Regions from separate parts of the Mus musculus genome. Here all the other regions are linked to region 5. Evidence: chromatin contacts called from public Hi-C, HiChIP or PLAC-seq, Micro-C and promoter capture Hi-C data. All regions are on one chromosome and are shown on one strand. Each heading gives the region's core, a stretch centred on a gene start, on an enhancer-like site or on the middle of the called end of the contact. The rest is flanking DNA. Distances are from core to core; before and after follow the strand shown. Region 1 has its middle 43 kb from the start of Apip. Region 2 overlaps Pdhx (pyruvate dehydrogenase complex, component X). Region 3 holds the start of Ldlrad3 (low density lipoprotein receptor class A domain containing 3). Region 4 overlaps Pdhx (pyruvate dehydrogenase complex, component X). Region 5 holds the start of Slc1a2 (solute carrier family 1 (glial high affinity glutamate transporter), member 2). Region 6 holds the start of Trim44 (tripartite motif-containing 44).

Region 1 (4,547 bases), core at 254-2,753, 460 kb before region 5:
CCACTGGAATTTTAGTCTGTGTAGTCAGAGCTTTGTATCTTTTTTGTATTTACATCTAGAACAGTGCATACAACATACAGGTCCTTGGTAAAGTATTTTATACAGGGGAGAAATAAGTGTATGATCTCAGGACATTCTAAACGCCCTGTGAACAAAGTCCTATTATTATCTCCATTTGGTAGGCCCCGAAGAGGCCAAGTCACTTGCTCAAGGACATAATGCTCAATTAGGAACACAGTGTTAATTAGGTTCCTTTTGAGTTAGCAAATCTTCCAGTAAAGAGAGACACAGCCTTGGCCCAGATTCTGGAATTGTCTGGGAAGGCAGAGAGAATGAGACAGCAACAGAGAGGCCAGGGCTGTTTGCAAATCCTGTGGGACATCATCCGAGCATTCACAGAAAGCCTTGCAGGGCAGGCAGAATTGGCTAGGGTGGAACGCCTTTGTTAAAGGAAGCCCTGCTATAGCTGCTGACATTTGAATTGTTAATATTACAGTGTTTATAATCATTCTTTTTCCTCCCCCTTGCCAGGTACCTGTTTTCCTTTGTCTCATTGGGTCTGTGTGGTTTTGCTCCCTGAGTCGATAATGATTTACTGAGCTTCCACACCAAGGTAAGCCAGAAGGCAAGACCCAAGACCCAAGCGCAACATTTATTGTCTCTTAATTTTTGAGGCTGTGTGTGTGTGTGTGTGTGTGTGTGTGTGTGTGTGTGTGTGTGTATGTGTGTCTGTGTGTGTGTGTGTGTCTGTGTGTGTGTCTGGGTCTGTGTGTGTGAGTGTGTGTGTGAGTGTGTGTGTGAGTGTGTGTGTGTGTCTGTGTGTGTGTGTGAGTGTGTGTGTGTGTGTGTCTGTGTGTGTGTGTGTGTGTGTGTGTGTGTGTGTGTGTGTGTGTGTGTATGATTGATTTGGTTTTGTTTGGGGACTGTAGGAGGAGGACTGGATTCAGGAATAGCTATGAAGTTCCACCCATCCCATCTCTCTGGACCTGGGTGACCACCAGAAAAAGAAAGTAATTCCTTTGTCTTTCTCTTGATTCAAGCCAAGTACTTGTTGTGTTCCACACAGTATCCCAGGACATGGTGGTGGTGGTGGTGGTGGTGGTGGTGGTGGTGGGGTGAGCTTTCTGGAGAGGCCCCTCTGGTCTCACCCAGCTACTCCTTTATTTACACATTGGTTAGGTGAAGTACACCCACTCTGATTATGAAATGCTATTCATTGTTTTTAGTGAGTTGCTGTTTAGGTGTGGGCAAGAAGTCTTCATTCTGAGGGCATTGAAAGGATTTCACAGCAATGTCAGTCTTATAGATGTGCACTTAAGTAAAACCACTGGCTTGAGAATGCTCACAATTGATGAGGTAAATAATTGAAGAAGAGGCTGGGTTTCATTATCCAAATCACAAGACATTGACTGTGAGCTAAACTCCTGCCAGCCCTTACACAGTCCTCACAGATAATGGCTTAATCACGACGAGTAGGTTCCGGGGCTGCAGAACAGAGCACGCCTGTCCTTTACATGCCACTGGGAAACAGAAACTAAAGATCGGGAAAAAGGCAGCTTTCCCAGTCTCTAGTCATTGGAAGCTTGGCTTGGTTTCAGGGCTGGAATTCTGGTTTTCCCCCCAAATCTCCCTAGCACTGGGTTATGCAAATCTTAGGTGTAGCAAGAATTGGGCATGAAATCAGTTGCAGGTTTTAGACTGTTTGCGGCTTACCTGTGACTTAATAGAACATACAAATGCTTTCTTTTTGCCTGGGCTGTTTTCCTCATTTCTCTGGAAAGAGAGTACAAGCATGGCTTTGGGTTTGCAAATTTATAGAACTCCAGGGAACATCATACAAATGGGTGCCCTTAAAGGTGGGCAAAATACCTACCTGATTCTCTCATCATAGCAATATATGCATATGTTCCTACCAAAACTGATGATATGTCCAAGTCTGATATTCCATGTGGATATTCTCTTCCAAGAACCTGAGAAGTGACTTTTTCAACCCTGGTGCCAAAGATACTGATAATGACAAGCAATGTCTCACCCAGTGATAAAAGGAGGAGAAAGAGAAGTTTCTAAGTGACTTTGAAATGTTTGAATATTTATCTTGTAGAAGATGTGAGAACTAGCTTTCTGGTCATATATGTGTTATGTTTTATATATAATACTATTTGAGATATTATATTTAATATATTTATATGTGTTGTTGTTATTTGAAACAGAGTCTTGCTATGTAGCCCAGACAGGCCTTGAATTCAGAATCTTCCTTCTCAGCCTCTCCATTGCTGGGATGACAGGCATTCACTACTGTGAATTTTACCCAGCTAGAAAAAAGTATTTTAGATCCCAGCCTTGGTGTCTGGAGTTGAGCTGAAATGAGGGCATGGTGTTCTTGGCAAGTGATGAGAACAGGTAATGTGTCCCCTACACTCTCCAGCCTAAATAGGTTTGTTTGTTCTTGTAACAGGCCTTTACTTATAAAGACAGCTGGTTCCCTTAAGAAGTATGTATCCAACTAATCCTCCACATAGATTCTTGCCTTCAGCAAAGACAATGAGTTTGCCATATTCAGCGTAAAACTTGATTGCACTTGCCTCCAGGCCTTTGAGGAGTCTGGCTGCCTCCTTACCTGTGATCATGGCTCTGCGGGCCGAGTGTCTCTGTGAAAACTCAAGAGCATTTCAAGACCCAAAGAGGAAAGGAAACAAAGAAATGCTTAGTTTTCATTGAACATTGTGATATATGAACTTCAAATATGAAGGGACACAGCTACAGGTTATAACATCAACTTCATTAGTTATTAAATTTAATATTCACAAACAACCCATTATAGTTAAAAACAATTTGTGGATGCATTTTTTTAATTTAAAATTTCTCATGGGTGCCTAGTGATTGCTGAAAGAAGTCATTAGCTAATTATCAAATAATTAAAGTAATTTCATATTTAGAAATATAATTACATAAAAATTGTAAACAATTATGAATCAAAGGAGTTACTATCATAAGAATCATTTCAAAAGCCAAGGTAGAAAATATTTTGTACCAGAGTTACATTGTATGTGGGTGCACATTTCAGTCTGTTTGGTAAGACTGTGAGTGAAGTGGCCTAAGATCCAGGAATCTCCAAGGAGCCCCTGCTGGGAGTTATTTTCTCCTTCTGGAATACTCTTAGTGATTCTGCCATCTCCATTCTTTCTCTACCTTATATCTGTAATAAAAACCTGCCCATGAACCTCTTTTTAATTCTACTCTACTTATCTTCCTCTGGATTTTCTTAACAATTCAACACAGACTTTGTATTTGCTTATGTTAGAGACAACATACATTCCTTTGTTGTTGTTTTGGAGACTTTTCTTAAATCTGTTTTACATATTTATGTTAATCTTTTAACTAAAATGGGGGCCTTAGAAATTCCTTTCTAAAACAATTATTTATTTATTGAACAGAACTGTTCTGTGTTAGGTGCTGTAGTTTGACCCTGTGTTCTAAAACATCCAAGGACTAGAGGGACAGCTAAACCAGGTCCCACTGCCTCTCGGAGGGCAACGCTGTTGCTGAGCCTGCCACTGACCGAGCTCTTTATGGGCACATTTTTGTGTGTCTGGCACTGTTCTAGCAGAGGCACCATTGAAAGCTTTTGCAAGTATTAGCTTATTTAATTCTCAAAGAAGTCCTCCTGGATGCTCCTTTTAACTTCATTGTACAGTGTCCTCAAAGAGGACACTGAAGTTCAAGGTCAGAGAGCAAATACATAACAGAAGCAAGATTTGGCCTGACTTCAGAGCCCTCACTCCTGGCTTGTAGAGTATGACCTGAGCCATTGAGATTAGTAAAAAAATCCTGCAGAGCTGATCAGGGACAGGGAGGATGACAAGCAGAGAAGTCTCACAAAGAAGGGCTGCATCAATTGCTTTGCATAAATACAAACTTGCTCAACAGACACATTTGGGGCTTGAGACTGAAAAGGTATTCCAGGCAGAAAGAAGAAGGGCCCTTGTCAGTCTGTGTGGGAAAGACGGGTTCTGTGATTTGTTGTAGGAGATACAAATCGCTTATATGATTAGACTTTGATTTGCTTAGAGAGGATTAATAGAGACAGCAATTGAAAGGGGACCAAGGAAAATAGAATGCTGTTGATCATGATGAGCTGTTTGGCTTTTGATCAGTTTTTACTTAGGCAGGCTGACTGTTGATTCTCTCTCTCTCTCTCTCCTCCTTGAGAATAATGAAGGAACATCTTGATAAATACAGCTATGTAAATAAGCAATTAAATAAGTAGTAAAACAAAAAAATCAAAAAAGAAAGAAAAGAAAAAGGAAAATTGGTCAAAGCCTCAGTTTTCAGGGAGCGTTATGCTCCCTAATTGCAGACAAAACCAGCAAGAGTTCATTGCTACCCTATGTTTGGCAAATCTCAAAGAGCTCAGAACACACTGGACTGGTCAGTGTTTGGGAAACTAGTCCCACTCCAACCTTGCTATATTGAGAGTAATTTAGCACAGCTCTTCGGAAAGTATTTGCTATCAAAATTATGCTTGTTTGTAACATAGCTGTCCTGCT
Region 2 (4,995 bases), core at 1,149-3,648, 400 kb before region 5:
TAATGGCAACGTCCAGCATATCTTTGTTTGGGTTTTGTCACCTTCATGGAGAGTAAGGACAGTGATCTACTGCAGGGTTTTTAGATTTTATTGTCATCATTCAGGGAAGCAATTCCAGTAAAGGGTGTGAAGAGTGGTTACGATTTGTTTTACGTTTAAAATAAAAATTTTGGAGGTCTTGATGTTGTACTTTGGAAAATAATGCTTCCTAAATGCAGACATTTCATAATACAGTCTTTAATGTCAGGAGTAATGCAAATGTGAAGGTCTCTTGGTGGAGAGATTATCACAGGAGATTGATAATATGAATCATACAATGGCATCTGAGCCAAATGTAAAAATACAGGAGAGTCTATTTGAGAGAACTGATTTAATATTTGTCACAAATGGAGATGGGATTGTGGGAGCACTGTGTCCTTTTATTTCACCTCTCTGAAGTGCAATTCTATGTGGTAGATTAACATATGTGTGGTCATGACATGTTCTTTCTCATAATGCAAGGCTTGAGCTTTTTAATAACAGCAACATATTGAGACTTTTTAAAAAGCTGAGCTTTTAGATTGAGGCTGGCTTCTTATCTGTTTAGGAGTAAGAGTTTGTTGCCGTCCTAAACACATTTGTCTCTATGAGTTTAAAAAATAACTGTTGAGAGTTGCACTTGATAAGCATTCCTTAGCAGTTGTCTTCATTTGTTTAGTAAGCCATGAAAAGCAGTAATCAGCTCCATCACAATCCGAGATTTAAAAGCTCATTTTATTACTTGAAAATGTGTGTCGTGTATTAACTTCTGAACACGTGCCGAAAATTTTCATAACTACAAGAGTCCAATCATTGCAGTTTGGAATTGTACCATGTGTATGTGTGTTTGCTCTAAGTAGGCTCCCCTACGTCCACTTGATTTAATTAAGACTTTGATGGTCTCCTCATAGATAACAGTGTATTGAGGTGGTACAAAGACCTTTGCATCATTTCTACCTATCTAGAATCCTAATTCTTTTAGTGCACAAAGATTAGTTTGACTAAGAAAAACACTTTTAGAGCTGTTTTGTAGTTGTAGTTTATTTTAACTAGACTTCAGTTTGGAATTAAATGAGATTATTGGTGATAGTTAATGAAAGCCAGAGTAGACACGAGCGGAATGCCTCTGTTCTCCAGCCTCTTTGCTGATAACTTAGGAGTTAGGAGACCCATTGAATCTGTTTTCCCCTCATTTTTAAAATTAAAATTATTTACTTTATTTTGAATGTATAGAAGTTCTAACTGCATGTATGTCTGTGTACCACATTTATGCTTGTACCTCAGAGGCCAGAAGAGCTCCTCAATATTCTGGAACTAGAGTTACACATTGTTATAAGATATCATGTGAGTTTGGGACTCAAACCCTGGTCCTCTGGAAGAGCAGCAAGTGACGTACTAAGCTAGCTCACTAGCTCTCCAGCACATATTTATATCTGTTCTCTTGAGATAGCTTGAGATTAACTGCTCTCTAGTGCATTTGAAACACTCATCATCATTTGTAAAAGTGCTTTCTTAATGCTGCAGTTCTATATACCCGAGGTAAAGGTATATTAGGTATTTTGTTAGACTTATAAAATATATTCATGTGGAGTTGATACATCTGTGGTTGATCCGTCTGGTTTGTTGTGGTTGATCCCTAGGCTACCAGTAACCAGTAATTAATTGATGAGTTGCATTTAATGGACATTAAGGTACACAGAGACACAAAGTACCATAGCATAGTAGAAGCTAGCCTTAAGTTAGGCAGGAGGTCTGAACTACAGTCTTTTGATTGAAAATGTGAATGCTATACTAGGACATGTAGTTTAGACTCTCATTGTTGAGCCATTACAAGTGGCCATTCTACTTTTCTAGCTTTTTAAGACTGATGCCAACTGAAAGTCAGGTGACTAGAGATCAAATGAGTAGGTAGAGTCTAAACACTGATGGCTTGATTGGAATGGGGAATGCCTTAATATCCATGGACATCTGTGGGTGGACTTCTCAATCCAGCCCTGTATTTATTAGACTTTGGTCCTTTTGGTTGTGGGTGAGAGGTTGTGTGTGAATTGCTGCCTCAATCCTACAGAACCTTAGTGATTGGAACAGAAAGAATTGGACCTGCAGACCTTCCTTTGGAAGGAAATTGATTAGCACCCAGACCATGGAAGACCTGAGAAGACACACATTTTCCACTAACAAAAAAATTATTTTTTAAAGAAATGAAGACATTGTATAAGTGCTATTTCTGGTCTTTCAGAGAGAAGTGAAGAGCAGAGAGTTTTCCTGTGACTATTGTATACTTGAAAGGACTGAAAATGCCTTTATTATGAGGCCATAGGCATTTTCCACTTGAAACTACAGTAAACTCAGTTGGTTTCCAAAAGGAAATAAATATCTGACTTCCTTAAACGTGTGTGAGATGCTCTTGCTTTTAACCCTGTAACATTAACAAAGAGATGGCAAGCATAATGTGTCCTCCTCATGTTTGCAATGGGTGCAGCCTGTGCCACAGACCTCTGAGAGTCCTTTAGGACAAAGACATTCCATTGATGACTTCTGGGGATGGCATTTGTTGCTCTGGCATTCTGCCAGAATAACTTTTATATAAGTTGTAATGTAAAAGACTCACGCATTTCCAGTGAGGCCCTAAACAGTGAAGCCTCTTGGGAAGGATGCTGGATGGTTGTATAGTGTGCCCTTTAGGTACCTAAGGAGAAAGTAGTTTCTTAACTATGCTTTCCTGGAGGTCTCCTGAGTCAAGGGGATGTTTTTATAGCACCTATTGGGATCTAAGGTCTGCTTAACTCCTAGGTTTTCCTGCCCAATACAGTTGTACATTGAATAGCATAGGATTAGAAGTTAAGTTATTAGATCTGATCCTGATTGTTATGCTATAGGATATTAGAGCCCTATCTTGTTTTTGTTCTGTGTCTTTTAGCCATGAAAAGGGATCTGAAAGTATTCTAAATATTTAAGTTATTTAAGTATTAATGTTTTGTTTTTCCGTAGTCACTTCATTTCCAATTTGCAGTATACTTTTGGTGTGTCCTTTTTCAATAGATTGTGAGGGACATTGTATGTGTGTGTTAGTACATGAGTGTGTGTAGTATGAATGTATGTATAGTGTAGTATTTGTGTGTGTGTAATATTTGTGTTGGTATGTGAATGTGAGTATGTAGCATTTTTGTGTGCCTGTTTGGTTAATCTTTTCTGTTTTTAATTTCAGCGGATCCTATTAAGGTCCTAATGCCATCACTGTCTCCTACGATGGAGCAAGGGAACATTGTGAAATGGCTGAGAAAGGAAGGTGAGCAGCTGTGTTCCTGATGTTCTTCCCTGCTGGATGACTTGATCATTTGGTTCCTGTTGCACCATGTAGTTTACGTAATGCATGATAGGAAGGAAGCAGATGTGTTTCTTTGCTAGTTGGTGTAGATTTGTGTGAATAAACACTTACCATATTGGTATATCAGACTCTTTTCACTGTCACATAATGGTGAACTCTTCAAGGCTTTCCCTTCCAACTTTTAGTTCTTTTTTGTGGCTTTTAGGTTCAAAATCATTCTCATGCTGCTTAACTTAAAACCTTATTGTGTGTGTCTGTGTCTGCATATGTTCCTGGAGCCAGGAAAGTGCTTCCAATAGAAAGGACAAATAAATAAGAAAGAATATAAGGGGCACTCTTAAAAAAGAAACAACAGCAACAGCGGAGGACTGGCTTGCTACTTACTGGGCCCTAAGCCTCTACAGTTAAATCTGCGGTAGGTGCTTCAAAACACAGACTGGTGGAACTGAATAGAAAATGGAGCAGTAAATACTCATGGATGTTTTAAGTGTGAAAACACACAGTATTATATTCATTGTTTGTGTTGTGCCAAGACTAAATTATCAATAAGTCAGATACTGTATAAAAATAAAAACATTTGTCACAAGTACTAGGAAAAAGCTTGATAGATTCTTATATAGCTGACAGTGTAATGAATTCTCTGCCTCTCAGAATCTATAGTCAAGAAGGCAGTAAGTGTTAAATTTGATGAAAAAGTTTTCGTAGAGCTTGAGAAACTGCTCAGCAGTTAAGCGTACTGACTCTTCCAGGAGATCCGGGTTTGAGTCCCAGTACCCAGATGGTAGCTCACAACTGCCAGTAACTGCAGTTCTGGGGATCTAGCACTTTCTCCTGGCCACCATGGGCACTAGGCACACACGCTGTATACGTGCATATGTACATGTCAAACACGTACACATAAGACAAAGTAATAACGATAGTAATAAATTTATATAACAGAAAAGATGGCAAGCCAAATAAAAAGAATCTAGTGATAAACTGAAAAAAACAGTATTTGTAGCATGTACCATAAAGCATGACTGATTATTCCTAAAAAAATCAATATATGACAGGTAAGTTACGGAAAAAAGATTCGGAATGACTCTTCAATATAGAGGGAAAAGATATTTAATCTAAAAAACACTAGCAAACAAGTACTATTTATATAAAACATTGTGTTTCAATATCATGGACAGAAATGTAGACGTTTGACCAGTTGACTAATGGATGGAGTGGTGGAAGTGAGTGCTCTCAAAGACTCAGAGTGCAAAGTAGTCTAAATGTCCCAGTGATACACTGGTAAAAATAAGACAGAAAGCACCACTTGTGAGGCTGTTTATTGCCTGTTTAGCAGAAAATGGAGGCAGCCCAGATGCTGGTCAGCATGAGCTGGGTGCTGTTGGTTAACTTTTAAAACGTCTGTAACTATAAAGAAGTGAGCAGTATCTCCTGTTAATGTGGAGAGATGTTCAGTGAAAAATAGCAGGGTAGAGACAATGGTAGAGTAAAGAGGCCCAGGCCTCAGTAGCCAAGGGCTGTAGGTAGAGTCAGTGGGAGAGCACTTGCTTAGCAGGTGAAAGACCATGGAATCAGCACCCAGAAAGGGATAAGAGAAAAGCTTAAAAATGGCAGTGGTTGTAATGGAGAGGACAGAATGGGGAGACAGAAAG
Region 3 (5,100 bases), core at 2,341-4,840, 470 kb after region 5:
AATGCGTTCCCTGCCATTTGTCACTAACTGGGGCTCTCATGTGACTTCTGGTTTGTTAGCTAATTACTTCATAAACATCCCCACTGAAAAGGAGAGGGCATTCAATTTTGTGGTTTTTTTTTTTTTTTTTTGAATTCAAGTGCAAAATGTTCTTGTGGTTGAAAAAGATGGTTCCTTTCTTCTCAATTCATTTTATCCTTCCTCTGCTTCCTGACCCTGTGGGGGTGTTTGTAATACAGAAATTATGACATTAAAATCACTTTCATGTCAGTGGACTTTGATGTCTGTAATAGTAGGTCAAGAGGTCTTGGAGGCAGAATTAGTGAGATGGAGAAACCGGGCGGGGGCAAGTTCTTTAATTCAGTGACCTTCAAGAGGACCCATTCGGCTACAAAACAAGGAACCCAAAGGGGTCATGTGCTGACATGGGAAATAAAAGCATTACATCAGCCCTGTTCCAGAGAAATGCATTGTGAGGCCTGCACATAAGCCACAGAGTGAGATTTAAAGTTTTCTAGTAGTTACACTTTTAAAACATTATGTATGTACACACACAGCACACATACATGCATATGCACACAAACACACACACACACACATGCACACACACATGCATATGCACACAAACACACACGCACACACACGCACGCACGCACACACACACGCAAGCACACGCACACCACATTCCACACGTGAGATCAGGGAACAACCCACAGAGCTAGTTCTCTCCTTTTACCAGGAGGGGCTTGGGGACTGAAGTTAGGTCATGATGCTTGGCAGCCAGTGCCTTTATCAGCTGAGCCGTCTTGTCAACTTAGCTGCATTTAAATAAAGTGATGAAAGGCCTATATGTTTTAATATTAAATTTTACCATGTGATCAAAGTAAAATTATTGCCTTTTCCTGTTCTTTTTGGTACTCAGTCTTTAAAATCTACTTTGCATATTATGTTTAAAGCGCCAGCCATTCAGAGTAACCACAATACAAGTGCTTATTGCAATCAAATGAAGCTTAGCTTAAGGGTACCATATTCTACACTGGAGGTCTGTAAAGTTCAAAGACAATGCTCTCTTGTCCATTGCTGATGGGTGGGATATACACTATTGGTTAGTTTTATGTCAACTAGACACAAGCAAGAGTCATTTGGAAGAGGGACTCTCTGTTGAGAGAATGCCTCCTTCAGATTGCTGTAGGCAAGTCTGTAGTGCCATTTTGCTTTTGATTACTTGATGTGGGTAGTCGATGCTGTGAGGTGTGGGTGTGTGGCATGCCACTTCCAGGCAAGTGGTCCTGAGCTGTAAAGAAGCTCTGAGCAAGCCACGAGGAGGAGGCAAGCACGAGCAGAGATCCACCAAGGCCTCTGCTTCAGCTCCTGCCCCTTCATGATGGGCTGTGATCAAGATGACCAAACGGAAGTAAATCTTTCCCTCCCTAAGCTGCTTTTCGTCATGAGATTTAACCCAGCAATAGAAACCTTTACTATACCCTGCACTCATAATGAATCCCTAAACTCCTAAGGAAAGAAAAAGTAGAAATATATCTATGACAAAACTGTGCAAGGGGTTATTCTCTTGATAAACTGCAGGTTACTGCCCCTACTCCTGTACTTGTTCTTTGGTTTCAGGACTGGCCACAGGTGTGAGAAATTACATTGTTAAGGGGACATACAACTTCATTCAAGGAGCAATATAAAATAAATAACAAATTTCGAGTCATACAAAGGGAAGGGTAAGGGGCTGGGGTGGAGAGATGGCTCATCAGATAAGAGCACTGACTGCTCTTTCAGAGGTCCTGAGATCAGTTCCCAGCAACCACATGTGGCTCCCTATCATCTGTAATGGGATCTGATGCCCTCTTCTGGTGTGTCTGAAGATATATATATACATATATACATATATATACATACACGCACATATATAGATATAATACAATATATATACACATGTATGTATGTATATATATATATATAAATATATAATTTTTTAAAAAGTGGAAGGTAAAATTTCTATCATTTTGGATAGTGCAAAATATTTGTTAACAGACATAAGACAATTTCTCTCCTGAAATCCTATGACTACATTAAATGTGAATTACAAGAAGTCATTTCCCAGCAGTGTTAGCTTGACAATTTAAACACATGTGTTTTCTCACTCTCTCTCCACACACACATGCACACACACTCTCTCTCTCTCTCACAATACACACATGCTTACACACATTCTCTCACACACACATACTTACACACACACTCACACACATACACTCGCACACCACACTACGCTCACATACCCACATGCATGCACCACACACACACACACACACACACACACTCAGCAACAGCTAAAGAATGACTTTAATTTCCAGCAGGGAAAACTCTCAGGCTCAGTGGCTTTGGGGAGTGGGAGCTGCAACCCAGAAATCTTTTCCTGGGAGTAGAATTGTATTAAACGCTGAAATTAACTTTTGTTTATTGAGCATTTCCATGATCATAGCTCAGATCCAGTGGCCACATCATCTTTGAAGCTGCAGATAAGTTCTGTGTCTTATGGTCTTCTGAACTGGGCTTGTTCACGGTGGTAAGTAACGATGTGTGGCTGTTGAGAATGTTTTCCCTTCCTTCCTTCCTTTCTTTTCTTTTTTTTTTTTTCTTTTTTTTGAGCCTCAGAGACTTCATTTGTGTCACAGAAACATTACTGTCTGTCTTCAGAGGTTGTTGTAAAGGTAAAGTGTGACCATGAGAGTGCCATGCCTGAAGCAGACTAGTGCCATCCTCCTGCAGCTTTCTGGAGGATGCTAAGTGAGATTCAGCTGTTCTGGTCAGTGTTTGCTGTAATGCCATGAATAGTAATGTTATCGCCTTGTAACAAAAGACTTTTTGGTGAAAGCAATAACCCAGTGAATGCACTCAGTCTTTTGGTTAGTAACCTAGATGCAGCTTAGAGGAGCACATGGACTTAAGGCAATCATGGCTTCCTCTGGGGCTGGGGGCTCATTTGAAGGTCTAACCAGAGAAGGTCAATTGCTCTCAACTGCTAAGTCATTTCCTCAGCTCCATGATAATAGGCTTTCCTTAAAAAACAGTGTATAATGCCCAAACAATGGAAAATGCATAAAGTTTTGGGGATTTAAAACTCTCCTCAGTGTTCTTAGATCTCAGGATGAAATGTCTTCTCTGCTCCTCCAGTGGCTCCAGGAACTACCATCCTGAGAATCACCCCCCCCAGTTTATTAGAAATGCAGACCTGTTGAGTGGAAGTGAGCTTTATAACGGGGTCGCCAAGCCTGCCTGATACATTTTGGAGTTTGAGAAGCAACGGTCGTATTTCACTGTCAACAATGAAAAAAAGTTTTCTCCTAAGAACCGGTTCTTCAAACTTTTTTCTTCCATCTAGGCTCTGGGGAGATGGTGACTCTCTCATCCCCGCAGGATGCAGGAAGAAAGGGAAACCGGCCGAGAGAAGAGCCGGGGCAGTTAAGAATTCCTCGCAATTTGACCCCTGAGGCAGCAAAAACTGGATCCGCCGGACCTTTGTAACCTGGACCGTGGAGGAGAGCTCAGGCGGCCACATTCAACTGTGAGCGTGCAGAACTTGGCTGAGCTCTCTGGCCTGGGAGGGCGGGGGCGTGGCTGGGCCGGCGAGAGGGCGTGGCCGGCGCCGAGAGGCGGGGTCTGACCGAGGCCGCGGGGCAGCAACGTCGCTGGGCAGCGGAGCGGCGGCCGCGCCATGTGGCTGCTGGGGCCGCTGTGCCTGCTGCTGAGCAGCACTGCGGGTGAGTGGGGGGCGCGTGACGCGCTTCACCGAGCGCCGGGCGCGGGGGCTGCCTCGATCGTCCCTGCTCCGCGCGCGGGCCTGGGCTGCGGGCGTGGGTGTGCGCGAAGGGCGGACCTCGGCGCCGGGCTGGCCGGGACCCCGCGAGGGGCCGCGGCGGGGCGCGCGCCGCGCTATTGTGTGGGCCGGCGCACCGGGTGCTGTTGTCGTGTGTGTGCGCGGGCGGAGCTTTGTGCGGCGCCGGCTCCCTAGAGCCGGGCGGCCGCCCGGATTGGGCGTAGTTCGAGTGTGGCTCTGTGTGCTGGGAACCGAGGAGGGAAAGGAGAGGACTCCACTCTTGATTTCGGGTCTTCCCGGATTCCCTCAGCCTTTAACATACACTTTTCTGCCTCAGTTTCCCATCTACGCTCTCCCCGCATCTGCATCCCAGCTTCCTTTCTCTTCTTCCCTGGACCGTGTCTGGTTTGGGAATAGCGAGATGCAGTAGGGAATGGACATGGAAATCATTCGTTCATCCTGGGAGCAGATCTTTTACTTCTGTCGTCTGTCGAAGATGCCTTAACCTTCAGGGAGCAGGGAAGGAAAAGAGGACCGGGGCTTCCTCTAACGGCCGTTGGTCCCTGCATCTCAGAGCGCGTGCATCCTGAGACCCGCAGGGTCCCTCCCAGACAGAGTGCTGTTCCCAGGAACTTTTCTGCTGATGTGGGCACGCTCCGAATTCCAGCTTGGAGCCCTTCCCCTCTGCCTCTGCCCGCTGGCCACAGCTGTCAGCAGCCCCTCCACAGCTCTGCCCGCCCTTGGCCCCTGATGCTTATTTCTGGGCAGCTGATGCTCACAGAACTTTCTTTACTGAAGATTTCATGCTCTGTGGCCGTATCATTCACACGTCTAATTTATGTCGGATTTTTCCAAATACTTCCAGAAAACTTGGCTGCTGCGTTGTGTTTGTTGTGAGGGAAGTCAAAACCTTTCTGAGCTACCCCTTGCAGATGTCCAGCAACCCTCCCTTCCTAGAAGTTGCAAGTCCTGTGCATCCTCTCAAATGACTGGCCAGCGGGACCTCCCCCTCCCCCATCATCCCCACTCCTCTGAGACTCCATTTAAATGTCTTGTGGGCTTGCTCAGTTTCCAGTGAGGGGTTAGGCTCCTGTGGCTGCTGTAGGTTTTTTTTAAAACCAAGACTGAGGGTTTGTGTTCTGTTTGTCTGGAGTTATGGGGATTGGGGGGAGGGGGTTGTGGAGAAGGAAGGGAGGGCAAAGTGAATTAGGCAGCTATAAGCAGGTGCAAGTTATTTGGAGGTTGTTAGAGCAGGCTCAGTTCCAGGGCATCTC
Region 4 (4,512 bases), core at 1,792-4,291, 360 kb before region 5:
TCCGTATACCTAATTCGGACCACGCCGCCTTCAGCAGTGTTTTTCTCTCCCCTCTAGTATTTCCAACTTGGGGATGTTTGGCATCGATGAGTTCGCTGCAGTGATTAACCCGCCTCAGGCCTGTATCTTGGCCGTTGGGAGATTCCGCCCCGTGCTGAAGCTGACGGAGGATGAAGAGGGGAACCCTCAACTGCAGCAGCACCAGCTTATAACGGTCACAATGTCAAGTGACAGCCGAGTGGTTGATGATGAACTAGCTACCAGGTTTCTTGAAACTTTCAAAGCAAACCTAGAGAATCCCATGCGACTTGGGTAGCCTTCAGAGACCAGGCGCTTGATTGGGTGTTCAGTATGGAGTAGATGAAGTGCGTATTTATTTAAGGCGAAAGCTTTGACCTGAGCTGTCTTCCTCTCCCCTGTACATGTACTGTAGAAATGTGTGATGACAAACGGACTAATAAAGAACATTTGGTTGGTCAGATCCACTTTTAACCTCTGGTGCTGTACAGAAGGCATTAAACTAATGTAAACTACATCCTATGTTTGGTTCATTTGAAATTTTGGAATAATTGTGAATGTATGATATTGTAAAATTAAAAAAATATATAGAACTGTCCCTTAATCATATTGACGTTATAACTGGGCTTCAAAGAGATGTCTGTCTATATTGGGGCCTCTCATTTTTTATAAGCTCTTGATATACTTGAACAATTTAATATGTACAGTTAGTTTGCTCTGGATTAGTATATAAGTACATTTTATTAGGGGTTGTGACAACATTATTAAACTTTTGTGTATATAAAGCCAGGTGTCTTAGCTAGATATATTTCCAGTCTTTTAACTTTGACACTGTGAAGCTCTAAGGATACAATAGGAATGAAGACAGAGGAAGAAAAACTAAAGAGTCGTTTGTTCAGAGACCTGACCTTATAAAGTTGGGGGAGCAGCTGGGTTTGTACCTATAACCTCAGCCTTTGAGAGAGATTGAGAAAGGAGGCCCGCTTTGAGGCTAGCTGGGCTACGCGGTGAGGCCCTGTCTCACAGAGGCAGGGAGAGTGTTTTACTGGAAAAGCTGCAGTTGATCTCAAATTGAGCAGCGAGCTTTCATGCTCAGTTGGAATCTAATGAAATAAATTCTCTTAGCATACATTGTAAATTTGTATTGTTTTAAATACAGTATTGTTTGCTGAAGCATTGTAATCAAGTTTGTATTGTACAGTCAAATGTAAGAAAATAAAAAAATTCTAGTCTACTTTGATATGACATGCAAAATAGAAGAGTGGCAAACAAGCTCACCATGGTGGTTTGCGCCTATAATCTTAGTACTTGGAAGACTAAGGCAGGGTTCCCATGAGTTCAAGACTAGCCAGAGCTACAGAGTGAGATCCTGTTTCACAAGAGAGGAGACCTAGGAAGGAGAACAGATGGGAAGTAGTGCTCATCTACTCCATCAGCTGAGCCAAATTGTCCCTCATTATCAGTAACATTAGAACTGCTTCTTTCTGTTGGCAGCTCTGGCAAGATAACGATATTTAAATGAGATGGTAATGAATGGTAATTTAATTCACCAGTTGCAGAAAGTTTCTCCTTAGTGTCAGTTGACATAAATCACCAGAAAAAAGACTCCATGGTACAAGTTGTATTGAGTATGACATGATGAACTATAGCCCTAACAAAGGAGCCTTCAGAAATAATTAGTGCCCCAGTATATCTCTTGTTAAGAAAAATATTTAATTCAGTTATTCGGTTTTAACAAGCCATTTTAAAATGGACTCTTCAAACTTTTGTCAGATTAACTTAAAATTATTACCAAGCACCGTTTTCAAAATAGCTTTTACACTTGCACTACTTTCAAGTTCAGTGTGGCTGAAATGTTTTTAATACTGTGTGAGTGTGTGTTGTGTGGATGTGGATATAGACACATGTTCCCAGGTGTGTAAGGCAGAAAACAACCTTGGATTCTTGCTTTCCACCTTGTTTGATGTATGATCTCTTGCTCACTGCTGTGTACACCAGGCTAGCTCCTGGTAATTGTCTTGTCTCTGCCTCCATCTGCCTGTAAGAACAGGTAGGGTCATGGTGTCTGTCTTTCAGGGTGTTAGGTTTGCATGACGAGTGCTTTTACCCACTGAACCCTCTCCTCAGCCCCCTTTTCTAATTTTGACATCTGAGGACTTGAACATGAGACAGCCATAAGTAGCTCTTTGCTTGCGCTCTGTCTTCTGTGGGCCGGTATCACTAGCAATAATGCCTCCATTTCCTGTAGCTACAAAGGAGGTTGGTCCCCATCCAGCTTGGACAGAGGCACTGTTTATCTGAAGCCATTTATTTCAGTTCGTGGGCAACACAAACCTAGTTGCCTCCCTCTCATGGTTTCTGTGATAGTTAATAAGCAGTGTAGAAGCTTTCCCCGTTTGATCAAAAATAATTCCTCTAGCATCTCTAGCAATTAGATTCCTGTAAGCAAATTGTCATTTATGGAAATAATCCTATTGCAGCATGAGGTCAAGGAATGATCTTGATTTGAAGGAGTGTGGATACATGGTGTGAGCCATGTGTGCATCAGCAAGACTGTCCACCACCACACTCTGTTTATAACAGGCAAATATACTGAGACAAGGAAAACAACCTAAGCATGAATTATGAGGGAAAAGCATCATTCATCTTAGTGTTTAACCATTAGTCATGGAAGTATTAATGAACAGTTACCTCTGTTAGTCAGAATGGGCTGGTTTCTTTAACTACACTTCCTACTTAGTAGCTAAAAATGAGTTTGTCCACTATTTTCTGTCACATTAAAAATGTCTGGGTGCTGCTGACCAGACTTGAATGAAACATTGCCAAGTAATTTATAAATACTGTTAAGAGTGTTCACATAATATCGAATGGAACTTTTTCTTTTTCTTTTGTTTTTTACTTATTTGCACTCTGAACCTACCTTTACCAGTAATTGTTTAAGCAAAACATAAGTTCTGGAAAAGAAGCCTTGTTTCCCTACTTTGAAAGGTAGGTGGTGCTATGAGTTAATATATTGTCATCCAAATAGAGAAACTGCATGGCTTTCGGTCTCAGCTTTCAAAGACATTCTGTTCTCATGACAAGGTTGTGTCATGATGGACGCGGGCTCCCTTCGCAAAGTGAAGAAATGAACTTATGCAGATTAAAAATTACACTTGAAACAAGTGCTATGAATGGGAAGCACTGGATTTTTAGAAGGGAGTAACAATACAGAAAGACTTTAAAATTAATCTGGCCATGATTCCAAGTGGGTTACAACAAAGGATGTGGGGCAGCAGGAAACAGCTGCAGGGTTTATACTAACTGAAGTATGACTGACTCTGGATCGCCATTACCTCAGGGCTTTTAATGAAGAAGGACAAGGAAGTGTGTCCTCCATGCCAGGCTGCTGTATGTGTGTTGTGAATGCAAGGTAGGCGTGTGCTTTCGAGACAGCGCCATAAGATGAGTGGAATTCCCTCCAGGACAGTTTCTGGAGGCTCACTATTGCCACTTGAAGAGGAGTGAGGTGCTTATATGTGATACAGCAAGTAGCATGGTTTCAGGACACATCTAAACTTGTAAATAAAAGAGTGATCGTCTCATAAAGACATTTTGAATAGTTCTGCATGGTTATTTGCCTTTCTGGCATCTGCATTGGTTTTGGAAGGAGGCAATTGGAACAAAGTAGTTTATCTTCTAAGTTATAGAACAATGAGGAGCCTCTTTAATTAAAAATAGTTTAGATAAACATATTTGGTGCCCACAGAGGCCAGAAAAGGCCATTGGATTGCCTGGAACTGGAGTTTCGGGCACTTGTGAGCAGCCATGTGAGTGCTGAGAACTGATCTTGGGACCTTTGCAAGAGCAGCTAACCACTGAACCATTTCTTAAGCACCCTTAATTGAAATTTGCTAAAGTCGTTTGCAGATGAACTTTGGAAAGTTACTGTTAGTTTGTGTCTTTGATCATATAGTTTATTTTCACAAATTAGAAGTCACTTCCCTGATTTTCCAACTCTGAGCCACCTTTTTCTTTCTGAGAAAGTGAGTATTGTCAATGCTCCTTGATTTAAACTATACCACCAAGGACATAAGTTTAAGGGAAATATAGGTTTCTGTTAAAAGTTGAGAGAACATTAGGACGATCAGTCAAGATTTTCTCATCTAAATGTATTTAAATTTTTTTCTTTATGAGATTCATAGTTATTCTTGTCACAGACAAGTAGATCTTTAAAGATTTGTCTGTTGTGGCCAAATGAGATACACATTAGTCAAGCCTTTATAAAGCATAAACTGGACACAAGGTTAAGTTTTTATGTGTATGTTACACTTAAACTTTGTATAGGGTCTCAATGTATGTAGCCCTGGTTATCCAGGAACTCCCTTTGTAGACCAGGCAGACCTCAAACTCAGATCTACCTACCTCTGCCTCCCTAGTGCTGGGATTAAAGGTGTGCACCACCACCTCTTGGCCCCACTTACTTTCTATCCGTGGCCCCTCAGTCCGCTTGGC
Region 5 (4,608 bases), core at 233-2,732:
AAAGCAGCTAGTGCCATTTGTGAAGTAGCCCAAAAGCTGGGGTCCCTAGTTATTATTTTTATTCTGTTCTAGGCTCCGGGAAGCCTGAGAAGTGCATTTGGGAGACAGGACCAGGATACCTTGGAATGAGTATTCAAGGGACTTGTGCATCCCCCATACTCTCCCCTTGCTAAATACAGTTGTCCTACCACAGAAATGATCATCATGCCAACTGCAGCCTCAAGAGGCGAGGGGCGCCTCCAAGGCCACAGGCAAAATAAAAATGCCAGTGATAGTCCAGATAGTTTGGAAACTCTTGCTCCAAGCTACAGGTTTCCTTCCCTCCTCTCGGGAAGCACCCAAATCTCTTCCACTCTTCCTTGCAGCTCGCCAGGGAAATTCTAATATCCAAAGGCAAAGACCTCTTGGGCTGGGGTCTTGCCATCATCACCCCACACACACACACACACACACACACACACACACACACACACACACCCGTGCGCGCCCAAAGCTAGCATTCAAGGCTGTGCGCTTCTCTTCGCCCCGCCCCGGCTCTGATCCTGGCTCATTCATTCCAACTGGTCCCCTCCTTGCAGCCCAGGCAGTGTTTCCTGCAGGCTCCGTGGACAATTCTTTATTGTCTTTAAATCTCTGAAGTAACCTCCACGGTTTCTTTTCACACTTTTTCACCCCTTTCCGTTAAATCCTCCCGGTCCTCAAAAGACAGCTAGTCTACCAAAGAAACCAGACCCCTTTCCCACCACCTCCAGCGCTCTGCTAGGGTTTCAGGGGTCCAGGGTCACAGTTCTCTGTCCCCATCTGGGATAGGGCAGCACCACCCCGCGCGCGGCTCCCTCTTCCCCATGGGCACCCAGAAAAGCTCTCACCCCTCTGTTGATGCCATGGCGTGGGGAACGCCCCCTCCTCCCGGGCACGGTCTGGAGACGGTGGCGGCGAGCTGGGTGAGCCCGGAGTGCGGCGGAGAGCGGTATTTAACGGGCAGCCTCTCTCCGCCCTCGCACCCCCCTCCTGGGTAAGCCCTTTAGCGCCTCGGCGCGCGCGGGAGGCTGCTGCGGGCGCTAATCCACGTCCCGGCTTTCCACCGCGCGCGGTCCCGTGAGCGGCTCGCGGCCAGCGCTCCGAGGGGCGCTGCGGGGATCCTGCACCGGCTGCTGCGAGGTCGCGCTGGCCGCAGGGCTGCAGGAACACACTCCCCGCTTCCCAGCAGCCACCTGTGTGTGTGCGTGTCTGTGTGCTTCGCCGCGGGGCAGACCGGTACCAGGAGTGGCCGGCACCGAGCGGGATGGGGAAGACCGGGAGTGCGAGTGCGGGGGAGTGTGTGCGTGCGTGCGCGTGTGCTGGTGTGTGCGCGCCGGGGGAGGCGGTAGAGGCCGCTGCGCCCTGGCTCGGCGCCGGCCGAAGAGGGATTGCAAGGTTTAGCCCAGCCGGAGCTGGGGATTTGCAGGCGATCCCTCTCTATTTTTGTCCAGAGCTGACATCACCCGCGCCGCAGCCTGGGGCGACTTCTTTAACTGTCGCCCCTGCCCCCCATCTTTAGACGTTGTCCCTTTTCTGTTGTCCCTCCCCCACCAGCCTCCAGTCATAAATTAGAAAAAAAAAAAAAAAAAAAAAAAGGCACCGCCGGTAGTCCGGGAAGGCTTTGGAAAGCCAGTGGCAGGATCCCAGGGTCTAAGGAGTCGCTATTGTTTCCTCTCGAGTCTGAGTGGCCCTGGGTCACCCTGTGCTGGGCCAAGCGCTGAGACCCGGGATGCCCCTCCGTCCCCAATCCTTGGAGAAGCCTTGGCACTCCCCATCACTCCCTGGACATCTGCTCGGGCTCACATCACACAGGCCGGCACACCCACCCACATCCTACCACTTCTGAGAGTAGAAGTCCCACTGAATCTGAGCTGCAGAAACACTCAGGTGACCGGAAGGAAACGCGACCCAGCTGCGGGTCCTTCTTTACCCGGGCCCGAATAAATCCCGGACATTCAATCATTCGTCTAGATTAATATTAATGTGGTTCCCCGAGGGCGAGCAGGGTGTGAGGGATGCCATAATTTCTCTCTCTCTCTCTCCCTCTCTCTCTCTCTCTCTCTCTCTCTCTCTCTCTCTCTCTCTCTCTCTCACACACACACACACACACACACACACACACACACACACACACACACGCCAGGGCCAAGGGCTGGAGACGCATCTCCTTCACCCACCCAGGGCTCAGTTCTCAGCAGGCCTCTGAGCGTGGGGGGAGGCGTGCAAAGACAGATGGGCTTCTGCCTTCTGCGAGGGAGAGTCCAAGCCTCCTGCCCAGCTTTGCATAATAATGACAAGTTCTGCTCAGCTTTTATTATCTCGAGGACTGGGACACACCAGACACCTACAGGTCCTCCACCTGCTGACCCCGTGGCCACCTAAAAGGCAAAACCTTCTTTTCCTCTGCTGGACATTGGGACTCAAACCTATCACCTCTGCAGGGCCCAGATAAGAATTAAACAGACTCTACTGAGAGGTTTAAAAGTGTAAACAAAGATGTCAAAAGGTGTGAGCAGGTCACTTGGGACCTGCTAGGCTCCTCTGAGCAGCATCTCAGAACTCCAGCATTCTAGTTTCTTTTCTCCTTCTTTTCCCCTCCAGGATTCTAGCCCAGAGGCTTTCTCATCCATGCTCCACATCTTCGCTTCTTTGCATGCGTGGCAAACTGGAGGGGTCACCTTCGTTCTCAATAAGTAACTGAATGAACTGCATTCAAAACCTGTTCTGTTAAACCAGCTGTGGTGCTGTATGCTTGGAATGCCGGTGCCTAGCAGGCTGGGGTAGGATGTTCTCATGTTTGAGACAGGTGTGGGCTACAGAGTAAGCTCATGCTTCAGAAACCAAAAGAAGAAAAAGAAAGTTCCGTTAACTTTAGGGGATCTTTGGAGGGTTGTTTCCTGGGCAAAGGAAGACTAGGCACATGAAAGAAACGAGGAGAAGAATGTGGGGTGGGGTTAGCCAAGGTTAGCTCTCCTGTCCTGTTTTTGTTTGCTTGTTTTGTTTTTTGTTTTTATTTTTGTTTTGGAGATTTTTGTGTTTTTTGTTTTTTGTTTGTCTGTTTGTTTGTTTGTTTGTTTGTTCTTGTCTGCCAATTACGTTGACCAGCTCTGTGTTCCCTTCAGCTTAAGGAACCTGACTCTGATTTGGAGAGATGGCCCTTGAAGAGGCTCTTGGTTAGATTCTTAGCACCCACTTGGCAGCTCATACCTGTCTCTGCCACCCCCTTTCCAGGCTATCTGACACCTTCTTCTGACCTCCACAGGTTCCTGCATGTGCATTGCTCCCAGTGCACAGACACGAAATACAAAAATTAAAATTAAAAAGGGTTTTGATAAATCAGAAATAAAATCTTTAATTATCCCTTCATGCTTGGGCTTTTAACTTTCCCTAAAAGAAAAGAAAAAAATGTGTGTGAATAAAACTGGTGTTTTGAAATTTGGTAGTGGCCTTGACATCACAACCCTGTAGATTGTGACTTTGTACCTAAGATTGTCACTGACTATTTAGGGGTTTTCCTTGCTTTTCTTGGGAAGTGGCAGCTGGAGAACAAAGCCACAAGACTCTCTCATAGGCTGGGTACTAAGAACCCCAGGAGCTCCTCTGTTGCCAGCATCTCCTTTACGCAGAGCCTAAATGAACTGCTATATAATAGCAACCCCTCAGCATCCACAGAGCCCCAGAGGGCTCAGCTGCGCCATTCACCAGCTAGCAGCAGGATCCTTATGCCCCAATGCAAAACAAGTTAAAGGATGGGGGAAGGAAGGCAATAAAAGGGTTTCTATTAAAAACAAACTCATTGCATTGAAAATTATTCTTAATTATGTTTTCCATGGTGAGAACCTTGGAGGATTCAGGTGATTGACTCATTAAATACTTGGGATTAGATAGGTATAGTCATTCTGCCTTGCAACCTTCCATGTAAATGGTTGTATCTGGGTGTCCTGACACCACCTGCTGTGTTAGAGAAACATTTGCATTCGGTTGTCTGGGAAATCGTGTCTATTAATCATGTGGACTATGCCACAGATGGTTCTGGCGCAGAAGAAACTGGTTCTCCGTTGACCTCCCAGCCCACCCCACGGGCCTGTGAACATTCAGCATGATTCCAGCACTGAGTGTGAACTACGATATTTTGGTAAAGATTTAATTTGGTTTGGTTTGGTTTAAACTAGAATATTCAGGTTGCTTTCTTGAGATTTGATTCTCAGTCTAGAAGATCTGTTTGGTATCTCCGCCCCCACCTTCCCCAGGTAAAAACTGAATGTTCACATATAAAAGAATAAGCCATATCTCTATCTCCTACCTCATCAAATTCACTCAAAATGGACCAAAGACATTTAGTGCAGAAGATGAAAATGGGAAACTGCCAGTGGGAAAACACTTCAACATCTTGGCATATGTATGTGCTTCTGAAAGACCCCAACATCTCAGGAAGTAGCAAGAAGACCTGGCAGATAAGATTGCATGAAGTTAAAAAGCTTCACATAGGGAAGAAAAGCTGACATAGCGGAAGAAACTTTTTGCCAGCAACACATCTGGCAGGGGAATGTCTAGAATCTATAAAGAACTTAAAACACCATAAAGGAC
Region 6 (4,520 bases), core at 581-3,080, 260 kb after region 5:
CATAGATCCACTAATGCAGGAGTCTGGGTTGTCATTGGTCAATTTCTTTTTCCAGAATGGGGCATCAATCCCTGTTTTGAGTGAAGACATAGAAGTCATTTCCTGAGAAATAAGTGGATGGAAAACAGAGATGTGCACAGGATCGGAACAAAACAAATTATTTTTTCCAGCATTCTATAGAATTGTTCTGAGGTTAAAAAGAAAAACAAACAAACAAAACTCTTAATTTTCTAAAAAAATATATTTAACAAAAGCTGCACAGAGATTAAATGTACATTAAGAGACATCAAACATTATTTAAAATGTCAATTAATCTACATTCCTTGATGTTTTTGTGGAGATCTGGAAATCCTAGCACTCTTATTTAAAGAAATCAGACCATTCATCTCTTTCTCCTTCCCTTCTCCCCACCCCCACTCCTCTCAAAGATAGAATCTATGTTTCCTTGGCTGTCTTGGAACCCCTAAGTCGAAGGTACTAGCCTCCAACTAAGAGACCCACTGGTCTCTGCCTCGCAAGTGCTTGAGAGTGTGCATCACATGCCTAGCTATTTTCCATTCTGTAATCCACTTTCCTCTGCCCCACTAGAGCAAAATGTCCTCCTTTCTCTCTCAAATACATTTTTTTTTCTGTTACTGGAGAGACAACCATAGATGGTAGAGAAGGGGATGGCTACATTACCAGCAGCCCACCAAAAATGTCTTATGTTTAAGGTATGAAATGACCTTTGAAGTGTCATTGTCAGCATTATAAATTATGCTAAAATTAATAAAGCTTACTGATCACTTCTGTACAGACTCCTTTACATTTAATCCACAAATCCCCACGAAGGAGATATTGCTATTATTTCTATTTTACAGAGTTTGGTGTTTTTTGTTTGTTTGTTGTTGTTGTCTTTGGGGGGGGGTGGTTTTTAAAACAGAAAGATGAAGTAATTTGTCCATGATTACCAAACCTAAGTGGTGGCCTTAGGATTTGGGGACTCTAGTGGATAAAGTTCTAAAATCAGGCTTTGAAAACACCACAAGAAGATCTAGCACGGTCTGGGGCACTTTAACATTGTTTAATGTGTATCAACCGCTTTCCTTTCTCTTGGTGTCGGCTTGGAATCTAGAGTGACCAGTTAGTGACTGGGAGTTGGCATCTCACTTCAAAACTATGATCCCCCTCACCTCCCTTCACCTGACACAGCTATTACTCAGAGATTCTGAACCCCTAGGAGGCCGGGATGCAAATAGACTTTGCAAACACACAAGGCACAGTATTGCTTTGGATCAAAAATGTTGCGTGTTTGCTCAGTCAGACTGAGACCTCAGTAGCCTAGAAGAACACACACAGCCCTTTTGGGGGCTTTATGGAAATCCCAGGCGGGCAGGTTCGGTGTGATAAAGAGCCTTGGGGCCTTGGCCCCTTGAAAATCCGGGGGCTGTGATGGGGCGGGGACAGTGTCTCCAGAGTGACATAAGTCCGCAGGGACCGCAGGCTAGTGGTTTTCGGTCAGGTTGACACCTCCAGGGAGGGCGTGGGAGAGGCGGGGCCCGTCGCCCTGCTCTGCGAGGAGAGATTGCGCTCGAGCTTCTCCTTCCGGGGGGGATGCTCAGCCCCGCGGGAAAACGCAGAAAAGGGTCCTTGCCGCTTTAAGTGACTCAGGAAGTGAAAGGAGGCCGCTGACGGCGTGGGTAAAGTGGAACCGGGGCGGCGTGGGCCCGCGGCGGCCGCGATCTTGCCGGGCAACGGAGGCCGGGTTGCGCGGCGCAGGGGCCGACGGGGCGCAGGCTGCCGCGCCGGAAGTGGCGCGCGAGGGACGGGGCGCGGGCGCGGCGCGCGGCGAAGAGACCGAGCGGGCGCCAGGCCCAGCGCTGACGGCTGGCCGGGCCCTCAGGCCTCAGCAGCTGCAGACGCGGCGCGGCGCAGCGCAGCGGCGCGGCCCAGGCGGGGCGGCCGGCCAGACCCCGGGGGTAAGCGGGCCTGCGTGAGGAAGGCGCTCCGCGCTGAAGGCGGAGAGCACGCCAGCCGCTAGGCCTCGGCCTCGTCCCTGCAGCCACATGGCCTCCGGAGTGGGCGCGGCCTGCGAGGAGCTGCCTCCCGACGGCACGTGTGACGAGTGCGAACCCGACGAGGCGCCCGGGGCGGAGGAGGTGTGCCGCGACTGCGGCTTCTGCTACTGCCGCCGCCACGCCGACGCGCATCGCCAGAAGTTCCTCAGCCACCGCCTGGCTGCCTACGTCCATGGCGCCCAGGCCTGGACTCCGCCGGCCAGCGGGGGAGACGACGCGCTCCCCGAAGACGGCGAGGCCAAAGGGGAGGCCGAGGGGGAGGTAGAGAGCGAGGTCGGGGAAGAAGAGAGCGAGACGGAGGTAGACAGTGAGTCGGAAGAAGAGAGCGAGACCGAGGAAGACAGTGAGGATGAGAGTGACGAGGAGAGTGAAGAAGACAGCGAGGAAGAGATGGAGGATGAGCAGGAGAGCGAGGCGGAGGAAGACAACCAAGAAGGGGAATCAGAGGCAGAAGGAGAAACTGAGGCAGAAAGCGAATTTGACCCCGAAATAGAGATGGAAGCGGAGAGAGTGGCCAAGAGGAAGTGTCCAGACCATGGGCTGGATTTGAGCACCTATTGTCAGGAAGATAGGCAGCTCATCTGTGTCCTGTGTCCAGTCATTGGGGCTCACCGGGGCCACCAGCTGTCCACGCTGGACGAAGCCTTCGAAGAACTGAGAGTGAGTATCGGGCATTCAGACATGTCTAAGGGGAACAGGATCCCCGATTTCAGATAGCCTAGCTGTGACCACATTCATTTTCATGTATCAACAAGACGAGTCGCCATGTTGGAAGCCGTGCCTAGTCTACCATTTTGGTTGAAATTGTCAAGTTGTCAGTTCTCATCTGTGAACATACAAGAACACAGAAAATCTTGAGTATAGTTTCTGACAGTTTGCAAATTACTTCTCCCTGGAATTCAGATAGGCCATTCCTTGAGAACTGTGACGCCATTTAGGCCCATTTCTATACATGATCACCGTTGTTAGGATAAGTGTTTTGACTTAGGGCTCTTGCTATGGTAACTCAGCCCACTTGGAAAACATGAGAAAGAAACGGTGATTTTGACAAAACCAAGGAGCTGGTTCCTCTAGTAGAAGACTCGGAAAGTGGCGGTACAGGTGTTGTGGTGTGTGTCTTGAGTTGTCTTAGGTTCCTTGTTGTTTGAGACTTGGTAGGAAACAAGTATAGCTGGTAGGCTACATTGGTGTGGAGATGGAGGCTTTTATGTTCACTGGCTAGATTTGGATGTATTCAGCTTGGCCCTGTTTTTGTCAGCATTAGACATCTAGTAAATATTGATTGCATTTGGGTTGCCTTCTATGTATACAGCGATGGCTAACATTGATAGAACAGCTTTTCTGTGTTCATTAAGTAATAAGTGTTTGGTAAACGTCTGTTATGGCTTTTGTTTCCCTATGCAGTCTTACAACTGCTGGCCTCAAAATAACTACTATTTTGATAATGAAAATACTGTGTATTAATATTTCCTTTATTCCTACTTTTATTATGAGAAGTACACATGCAGAAGTGTACAAAATATATAGCTTAACAAATAATCACAGAGCAAATACTCCTGAGACCTCCACCCAGACCAGAAATCATTATTAGTACTTATTATTACTAATTGTATTATTAGTAATTAATAGAGGTATTACTGACTACTATTATTAGTAATATTGACATTTCATAACTCCAGTTATAACTGTGTTTTGGTAGCCATTTTCTTGACCTTTGGACTAACAGTTTTCTTGGTTATCTTTGTGTTTACAGCATTTGTATGCATCTCTAAACTTGAATTGACATTACGGTTTTTACATTATTGACACGCAGTGTTTTGAGTTTGTTTGTTTTTCTTTTTTTAAAGACATTTGTGCAATTCATTCATTGACTGCCTGTGATTTATTTTTCATTGGTGTATTGAATTCCATTTTATAGATATGCCAAAAATCACTGTGTACATGAAATCTGACTTGTTTTCAGCTTCTGGAATTTCTTGCTTTTATAAATAGTTACTTAGCAAGGTGGCTCATACCTATAATTCCAGCATTCCACAGGTGAGTGCAGTAGGATCAGAGTTCAGGGTCAATCTCAGTTCTCTAGCGAGTTTGAAGTCAGCCTATCATGTGAGGTTCCTTTCTCAAAAACAAAGTGGCAAACCCCTCAAATAATAGCTCAGGTGTAAGTATTCTTGGTCATGCTTCCTGATACCCATTTTTCTATATTTAACTGGAAATAGTACCGAATGTTAAACCATCTGCTTTCCAAGTGGTTGTTCTTGTCTGCATGATTATAAAGACACTTCTTGTCCTGAGTATTCACCACCACTTGGTATTAATAATATTTTTAATTTTTCTTACTGTGCTAATTATATAATATGGTATATTGTGGTTTTAATTGCATTCCTTTGGTTTCTAAGTATCTTTTGTATTTCCTCTTTTGTAAAGTACTATCAGGTCAAGTGAGCAGACTCAGAGTTAGAT

Evidence for each region. Promoter capture Hi-C pulls out the DNA fragments that hold promoters and counts their contacts. A called contact is a pair of places that touch in the nucleus more often than the background predicts. HiChIP or PLAC-seq counts read pairs in DNA pulled down with a chosen protein or histone mark.
Region 1: a contact with region 5 is called in a promoter capture Hi-C map of pre-B cells, with 5 times the contacts expected there. The contact joins the enhancer-like site here to the promoter of Slc1a2 in region 5. A contact is called at or near these places in 11 of 39 promoter capture datasets (the C10 cell line, the HPC-7 cell line, cranial neural crest and 6 more), 1 of 484 Hi-C or Micro-C datasets (bone marrow-derived macrophages), 3 of 115 datasets of contacts at active chromatin or transcription factors (SST interneurons, bone marrow-derived macrophages and stem cell-derived neural progenitor cells) and 1 of 9 other capture datasets (liver).
Region 2: a contact with region 5 is called in a Hi-C map of bone marrow-derived macrophages, with 20 read pairs. The contact joins the enhancer-like site here to the promoter of Slc1a2 in region 5. A contact is called at or near these places in 11 of 39 promoter capture datasets (3T3-L1-derived adipocytes, the C10 cell line, cranial neural crest and 7 more), 1 of 15 datasets of contacts at CTCF or cohesin (CD8 T cells), 14 of 484 Hi-C or Micro-C datasets (CD4 T cells, DN2 thymocytes, the G1E-ER4 cell line and 11 more), 9 of 115 datasets of contacts at active chromatin or transcription factors (VIP interneurons, bone marrow-derived macrophages, embryonic basal ganglia and 6 more) and 3 of 9 other capture datasets (adipose tissue, liver and pancreatic islet).
Region 3: a contact with region 5 is called in a Micro-C map of embryonic stem cells, with 2.5 times the contacts expected there. The contact joins the promoter of Ldlrad3 here to the promoter of Slc1a2 in region 5. A contact is called at or near these places in 4 of 39 promoter capture datasets (the SN4741 cell line, cranial neural crest, hippocampal neurons and 1 more) and 1 of 484 Hi-C or Micro-C datasets (embryonic stem cells).
Region 4: a contact with region 5 is called in an H3K4me3 HiChIP or PLAC-seq map of bone marrow-derived macrophages, with 5 times the contacts expected there. The contact joins the enhancer-like site here to the promoter of Slc1a2 in region 5. A contact is called at or near these places in 20 of 39 promoter capture datasets (the 3T3-L1 cell line, 3T3-L1-derived adipocytes, the C10 cell line and 13 more), 1 of 484 Hi-C or Micro-C datasets (bone marrow-derived macrophages), 12 of 115 datasets of contacts at active chromatin or transcription factors (bone marrow-derived macrophages, craniofacial prominence, embryonic basal ganglia and 8 more) and 4 of 9 other capture datasets (adipose tissue, embryonic stem cells, liver and 1 more).
Region 6: a contact with region 5 is called in a Hi-C map of cerebral cortex, with 2.2 times the contacts expected there. The contact joins the promoter of Trim44 here to the promoter of Slc1a2 in region 5. A contact is called at or near these places in 3 of 39 promoter capture datasets (the 3T3-L1 cell line, embryonic stem cells and hippocampal neurons), 2 of 484 Hi-C or Micro-C datasets (cerebral cortex and embryonic stem cells) and 1 of 115 datasets of contacts at active chromatin or transcription factors (pancreatic cancer cells).

Annotation. Positions count from the first base shown.
Region 1 is chr2:103,114,312-103,118,858 of GRCm38.p6, reverse strand. No RefSeq gene overlaps it. Among named protein-coding and RNA genes, the nearest start is that of Apip, 43 kb to the right of the region's middle. Within about 2 kb of position 1,503, at least 22 of the 459 cell types and tissues checked have an H3K27ac peak or open chromatin away from gene starts, as enhancers often do.
Region 2 is chr2:103,056,809-103,061,803 of GRCm38.p6, reverse strand. It overlaps Pdhx (pyruvate dehydrogenase complex, component X), which reads left to right. Exons shown (of 11, transcript NM_175094.5): 2 at 3,227-3,307. Among named protein-coding and RNA genes, the nearest start is that of Pdhx, 14 kb to the left of the region's middle. Within about 2 kb of position 2,398, at least 11 of the 459 cell types and tissues checked have an H3K27ac peak or open chromatin away from gene starts, as enhancers often do. A contact at or near this core is called in bone marrow-derived macrophages, where this site is marked.
Region 3 is chr2:102,184,950-102,190,049 of GRCm38.p6, reverse strand. Ldlrad3 (low density lipoprotein receptor class A domain containing 3) reads left to right here and starts at 3,590. Exons shown (of 6, transcript NM_178886.3): 1 at 3,590-3,770. The coding sequence starts at 3,725.
Region 4 is chr2:103,017,815-103,022,326 of GRCm38.p6, reverse strand. Pdhx (pyruvate dehydrogenase complex, component X) reads left to right here. Exons shown (of 11, transcript NM_175094.5): 11 at 58-1,272. The coding sequence ends at 316. Among named protein-coding and RNA genes, the nearest start is that of Pdhx, 53 kb to the left of the region's middle. Within about 2 kb of position 3,041, at least 38 of the 459 cell types and tissues checked have an H3K27ac peak or open chromatin away from gene starts, as enhancers often do. A contact at or near this core is called in the HPC-7 cell line, bone marrow-derived macrophages, embryonic basal ganglia and 1 more, where this site is marked.
Region 5 is chr2:102,655,563-102,660,170 of GRCm38.p6, reverse strand. Slc1a2 (solute carrier family 1 (glial high affinity glutamate transporter), member 2) reads right to left here and starts at 1,482. Exons shown (of 11, transcript NM_001077514.4): 1 at 870-1,482. The coding sequence starts at 886. LOC115489466 (a long non-coding RNA gene) reads right to left here and starts at 863. Exons shown (of 2, transcript XR_003953884.1): 1 at 1-863.
Region 6 is chr2:102,398,210-102,402,729 of GRCm38.p6, reverse strand. It overlaps Trim44 (tripartite motif-containing 44), which reads left to right and starts at 1,830. Exons shown (of 5, transcript NM_020267.2): 1 at 1,830-2,717. The coding sequence starts at 2,046.